Regions from separate parts of the Mus musculus genome. Here region 1 is linked to region 2. The links are chromatin contacts, called in public promoter capture Hi-C maps. All regions are on one chromosome and are shown on one strand. Each heading gives the region's core, a stretch centred on a gene start, on an enhancer-like site or on the middle of the called end of the contact. The rest is flanking DNA. Distances are from core to core; before and after follow the strand shown. Region 1 holds the start of Ndufaf8 (NADH:ubiquinone oxidoreductase complex assembly factor 8). Region 2 holds the start of A930037H05Rik (RIKEN cDNA A930037H05 gene).

What was found. Capture Hi-C pulls out chosen DNA fragments and counts their contacts.
Region 1: a promoter capture Hi-C map of liver shows a contact between it and region 2, with 3 times the contacts expected there. The contact joins the promoter of Ndufaf8 here to the promoter of A930037H05Rik in region 2. A contact is called at or near these places in 11 of 39 promoter capture datasets (the 3T3-L1 cell line, 3T3-L1-derived adipocytes, the C10 cell line and 6 more), 1 of 15 datasets of contacts at CTCF or cohesin (large pre-B cells), 9 of 484 Hi-C or Micro-C datasets (B cells, CD4 T cells, CD8 T cells and 5 more), 13 of 115 datasets of contacts at active chromatin or transcription factors (the SCID.adh cell line, T-cell acute lymphoblastic leukemia, astrocytes and 9 more) and 4 of 9 other capture datasets (adipose tissue, liver, macrophages and 1 more).

What each region holds. Positions count from the first base shown.
Region 1 is chr11:120,097,623-120,100,322 of GRCm38.p6, reverse strand. Ndufaf8 (NADH:ubiquinone oxidoreductase complex assembly factor 8) reads right to left here and starts at 1,389. Exons shown (of 3, transcript NM_001110242.1): 1 at 1,258-1,389; 2 at 1,065-1,175; 3 at 1-149. The coding sequence starts at 1,341. The coding sequence ends at 120. Tepsin (TEPSIN, adaptor related protein complex 4 accessory protein) reads left to right here and starts at 1,592. Exons shown (of 13, transcript NM_183137.2): 1 at 1,592-1,697. The coding sequence starts at 1,650.
Region 2 is chr11:119,489,839-119,492,629 of GRCm38.p6, reverse strand. It overlaps A930037H05Rik (RIKEN cDNA A930037H05 gene), which reads left to right and starts at 1,395. Exons shown (of 4, transcript NR_153849.1): 1 at 1,395-1,587. It overlaps Endov (endonuclease V), which reads right to left and starts at 1,283. Exons shown (of 9, transcript NM_001164636.1): 1 at 1,171-1,283; 2 at 674-845. The coding sequence starts at 1,226.

The sequences.
Region 1 (2,700 bases), core at 140-2,639, 610 kb before region 2:
CGGGAAACAGCCCTGCCCTGCCTGCCCATGGTTCAGGGTGGGAGGAACCATTACACAGCAGGAACTCTGCTGCCCATATGCGTGCTGTCAGGACAGGGCCTCCACGCCCACCGCTCTTCCTAGGAGCCTCCCATCATGGTCTTCTTGGCCTGGAAGAGAAAGCATTTTGTTTCAGTGACTTATTTCCAGTTTAGATATGGCTTAAAGCAAGACATCTACCACATCAAATGCCACCTTATCCCAACCACGCTAAAGAACTGAGATGCTAGTGTGTCTCGGGGGGTCCCAGCCTGGGCTCACCTACAGAGGACGCCTGGCCCCTGTGACTGAGAGTTTCTGTTATGAGATGGGCAGGGATGGAGGGGGAACCACAGGGGGGTGCCTTTATCTGGTCCAGGCAAAGCAGCAGATGGAGTCACACAATTCTGGTCAGCCACAGAGAGGGTGGCAGGGACAGCAGAAACTCTGAGCATTAGGAGTGTGTTTAGGGTTTCAATGACAGCTGCTGGCCACCAACCACAAGAGTAAAGGCTTGTGTCAAGTTAGAAGGAACAAGAAAAGCGCAACACCTGACGACTGAACAGCCTCTGCCGGGAAACCAAAGGCTGTATGTAGGTGAGGCTGGGCTGTAGTCAACTCAAACACTGCTCCTCATTCCCGCCGAGGCTACTGTGGACCTGCTTCTGATGCAGTGTGTCTGTCACCCTGGGTTCTTAACCACCGACCCTAGCTCTAGTGGAGGGGTCATGGGCAAAAAGGCCAGGATCAAGAACCCAAGCGGCTCTCAGCATCGCTTCCGTGCTGCAGGGAGAACCTGCTGCGGACCTTGCACTTTACTCCTCGGGGACAGGGTGCGTCAGGGGTGCGTGCCTAGCAGGACACTGCCCTGGCATCTAGCAGGAATTGCTGGGAGAAACCAAGTGGAGCTGGGGTCGGTCTCATCGGGTTGCCCATCGGCAAGACGCCAACAGCTAACTGGAGGCCCTGTCCCCTTGTCACTGGAGTTGCTTGGCGGAAAAGAGGACGCCAGACAGAGATGACGTAGCAGGGACACGCCCACCTACCGCGGCGGCGAAGCAGCTCCGCAGGGCCTCGAACTCGCGAACGCAGAGGTCCTTACTCAGGCGGCCTCCTGGGGCGGTGGACGCCTGCACGCACTTGCCATAAGCCGAGGCCTGAGGGAAGACGGGACAGTACAGGGACCTGACCCGAGTCGCCACCCATCCCGCTTCCGCTTCCGCTCCGTTCGCTCCGTACCTCAGCTCCACAGGCCGCCAGATGCTCGGGGAAGGCTCGGAAACGGCTCCGCACACGCCCCCACACCGCTCCGTTCACAGACATGAGCGGTCCTTTTAGGCTCTCGAGGGCGCCGCCATCTTGGGCCCTGCCTCTTCCGGAGTCGAACGCGTGAACATCCGGACTCTCCGCCTATCCTATTTTCTGGTTGGTCAGAGTCACAGTCCTGTGCTTCTGTAATTGGTCGCCGTTCTTGTCCGTCTCTTGCTGAGACTTTGGATTGGCTGAGACGCAGATGTTCCCGCCTTCGTGCCCGCCCCTTGCGAGCGATTGGTCGGGGGAGCGAGAGGAGCGCGACGATTGGAGGATCGAAGCCTGGCGGAAGCGGGGCAGTTTGGGAGGTTACCTGGACCATGGCAGCTGTGCCGCCCCTGCGGGACCGCTTGAGCTTCTTGCATAGGGTGAGTGAAACTCGCCGGGTGTGCTGACCTCCGGCGCCCGGGAACCTCGCTAGATTAGCGGGGACAGACACTGTCCAGCAGCTGCCGAGAATGAGTGTGCCTGCCGTGATAGCAGAAGGTTAACCCCAAGGGCGGCGGGCGATCTCCAGCGGGGCCCATCGGCTCTCCCCAGGCTTCATTTCAGAAGATCCTGGAAGCTCGTACATCTCTGGGGGACAGGGGGCATCTGGAAGGCCATAGCCACGGGGTGGCGAGAGCGGAGCCTGCTGCCAGCTGTTGACTGCAATAAATTGATTGCCTTGAGCTTTCTGACTGGATCTTGAGGGCACTGAGTGGCCCCAGGGACCCTTCTTAGGCTTTTAAGAGTCCCTGCTACAAGAGATCAGATCACTCAAGTCTGGGACAAGATCTGAAGTACTGAACTGTGCAGCTCCCTCCCTACAGATCCCCTTGAAGGCACTGTAGACAAATAGCACGGTGAAGACATACTTGTCTTAAATGTTCCTAAACCTCGCCCTCTCATCCAGATACTGATGGATGAGATGAGGTGTTCCCAGATTTCAACCAAGTAAACACCATAGGCTTGCAGGGACACGCAAGGAAGTAAGTAAGCAAGCACAACCAAGCTGATTCATGACTCAATAAGATGGAAGTTTGCTATCTTCAAGGAACCTTAAAGTCCCCAAGCTGAGCGGTTCTCACTCTTTGGGTCTGTACCCAGTAGTCTCACCCATCCAATGCACAGAAAGCCCTGAGATTCTTTCTGTTGCTGTTACTTAGTGTAGGAGGCAGGGGCTGAACCTCATCTTGACCTCGTTAGAGAACCTTTGTTGATTTTCCTCTTTCCCGGGTCACTCCTCCATGCCAGAGCAGAGCCTGTTTGCAGCTCTGCTTTGTGGCCCTTAGGGTGACTGTGGCCCTGCCCAGACTCTCTCCTGGGCAGTTTTAGCCCCAGTCAGCATGAGGCTTGCTTCCATTCCCTTCAGTGGCTGGGACCTACCCT
Region 2 (2,791 bases), core at 146-2,645:
CCCCGAGAGCAGAGGGCAGCCATTCCTAGATTAGTCCCTCCTCCTCCTCCTGGAGTCTTCCCTCCAATAAATCTCTTTCATAAAATTTCCTGCTTGGTGTAACTCTCCTGTCAGAAAAGAAGCAAGGAAGAGAAGAGAAGAGAAGAGAAGTGGAGAGAGCGGGGCTGAGGCTTCCTCTCAGAGCTGTGTGGTTCCCGGGTCCTTGTGTCTCACGATGCCTTTCCATTGGGACACCTTTCCCCTCAGAATTTTAAGGTCCCTGGGCTTCCGAGTCCCTTCCATCTGATCAGAAACACAACAACCAGACCTGGAATTGTCTGTCGATCCTTTAAAAACTACTTTTAATTCACCATTTGTGTACATATATGTAGACCCGTGGGAGTTTATGTACATCACAAGCATCCTGGTGCCCATATTTCCTCTGCTTTTTGCTTTTGAAAACTTTTCTTCAAAGGCATTCCAATCTATTCATTACACTCTACAAACGGGGTGGAAGTGTATCAGTCCCTTGCCTAACACATTCGAGGGCCTGAGTCGGCTTCCTAGCATCAAATATATATATATACACTACGGGGTGCAAGTATTAAAAAAAAAAAGTAAATTTTATAAAACTGGACCCTGGCTCTCTGCCTACGATCGAACTGCACCGGGCGCAACATCCCACCCGGGTTACCTTGAGCTCGGGGTAGCTCAGCACTACCAGGGAAGCGCAGGCCCGGACACTGTCCCCTTTCACGAAGGACACATCCACGCCCCCGACCTTCTGCAGGCCCGAGAAGCTGGGGTCCCGCTGCCAGGCCTCCGTGTCCCGATCCACCACGCGCGCTTTCAGCCGGGCTTGTTCCCTAATAGGACACGAACATCAAACGGGCTCAGGGCCCATGGGAAGAGCGCGACGCTCGGGGCGTCCCCCCTCCCAGCCCACCCTCTCTCCTTTTTGTCCATCAAGCCACACTGAGAAGGAAAAGCTCTCGGCGATGGGAATCCCCGGTACCGGAAACGAGGACCACGCCCACAAAGGCTGGCTGCAACTTCCGGCAGCCGGCGGCCCGGAGCAGGCCTGTGCCGCAGCACCGAGGGTCAGTTTCCCAGCCGCCACAGGGGCTGTGAGGTCGGAGGTCACTGGAGAAGGCCACCCCCTTGGCTAATGCACGACCCCGACCCCATTACCCTTTCCACAGCGACAGGGTTTCCTCTGGCGGCCGCTCAGCGGCCGTGTGAGCCATGGCTAGCGCCTCGAGGCTTTGAGGACGTCACTTCCGGAGCGCCGGCGCCGAGCTGTTAGCCTCGCTCGTTTAGCGTCCCTCCGCTTCAGCTGAGGTTGCCGCCACCAGGGGCCGCTGTCACAGCAGTGCTGGGCGCCGAGCGCTGACTTCTTCCCGCGCGACTCTCTCAGATGCCGGCGTCCCGTCCCGTAGGTGGGTTGGCGCACAGGTTTGGGAAATGCAAGCCCAGCTCTGCGCCTTACCTGGCGCCTCCAGCCCTCCAGCAGCTTCGGCCCCGCTCTGAAAAGATTGGCCAGCAGTTGCATCCCTCGCACACACGGAGCCCTGAGCCCTGGGGTAACGCGGTTCCAATTACTGCCAGGTTCGGGTCCGCACATCGACACATTGCGTATGAGCACGCGCTTGCGGAGCAGAAAACCTCTGTGCAAACTTGAGACACCTTTGCAGCATAGATTTTTTCAGTTGTACCGATTGTGAGAAATTAGTCCGGAATAAGAACTCAAAAACCAGTGAAGTCGAGGGTCCTGGGCGTGGGCGCACTCCATTAATTCCAGCATTTGAGTAAAGAGGATCCCTGAATACGAGGCCAGCCTGGTTTACAGTAATTGAGTTCTAAGACAACCAGGACTACACGGAGAAATCCCATTTCGAAAAAACAAAAACAAAGGATCCTCCAGACCAGGGTGTGTGTGTGTGTTAGTTAGGGTTCTTCTAGAGGAAGAGAACCGATAGAAAATACATAAAGGGGATTTAGAGCTTGCCATAAGCAGGCAAAAAACAAAAGCTTCCTTCTTTCATGTCTTTTTATACAGGCTGCCACCAGAAGGTGTGTCCTAGATAGAGGGCAGGTATCTGGACTCTTAGGTTTTAGTTCATTCCAGATATAGCCAAGTCCACAAACAAGATTAGGCACTACAGGGTGTCAACCCAAAACAAAACGCAAAGTTGGCTATGCTCAACGATTTGGTGCAGAACTGTAGTTTTTATATTCTTGATTGCATTAGTCTGCCTCATTCATTTCCTGCTGGGTGAGTACTTAATGAGGACCAGTCTTTCTGTTTCTAGTATAGGTCTCTTACCCCAAATACCCATCCTGTCCGTTTAGTACCCAGAGCCTTACCTAATGTGTATCTCCCTCTCAATGACATGAGCTCAGCAGACTGTAGTGTTTTTTTTTTTTCTTAGAGATTTATTTTCATTCTTGTAAGTCTGGTAACGAATGCAGGTGCCCACGGAGACCAGAAGAGTTAGATTCCCCTGGAGCTCAAGTTACAGGAGCCTGTGGTCCTCTTGACATGGGTGCTAGGCATTGAATTTGGGCCCTCTGAAACAGCAGCACATATTTGGCAATTGCTGAACCAGCTCTCCAGCTCTAGATTGTAGCCTTTTGTTTGTCTTTACCTTAAGACAAAAGAGCCAAGGCCAGCAGGTACCAGCAGGAAGGACTGGGGTTTGCGACCTCTTGCTTTTTTATGATCTGGTAAACTTAAGTGTATCTAAGGTACCTTCTCTGGTATTAGAAACGGATGGTTCATATTTTATTTCTTAGACCAGTAGTTCCTTAG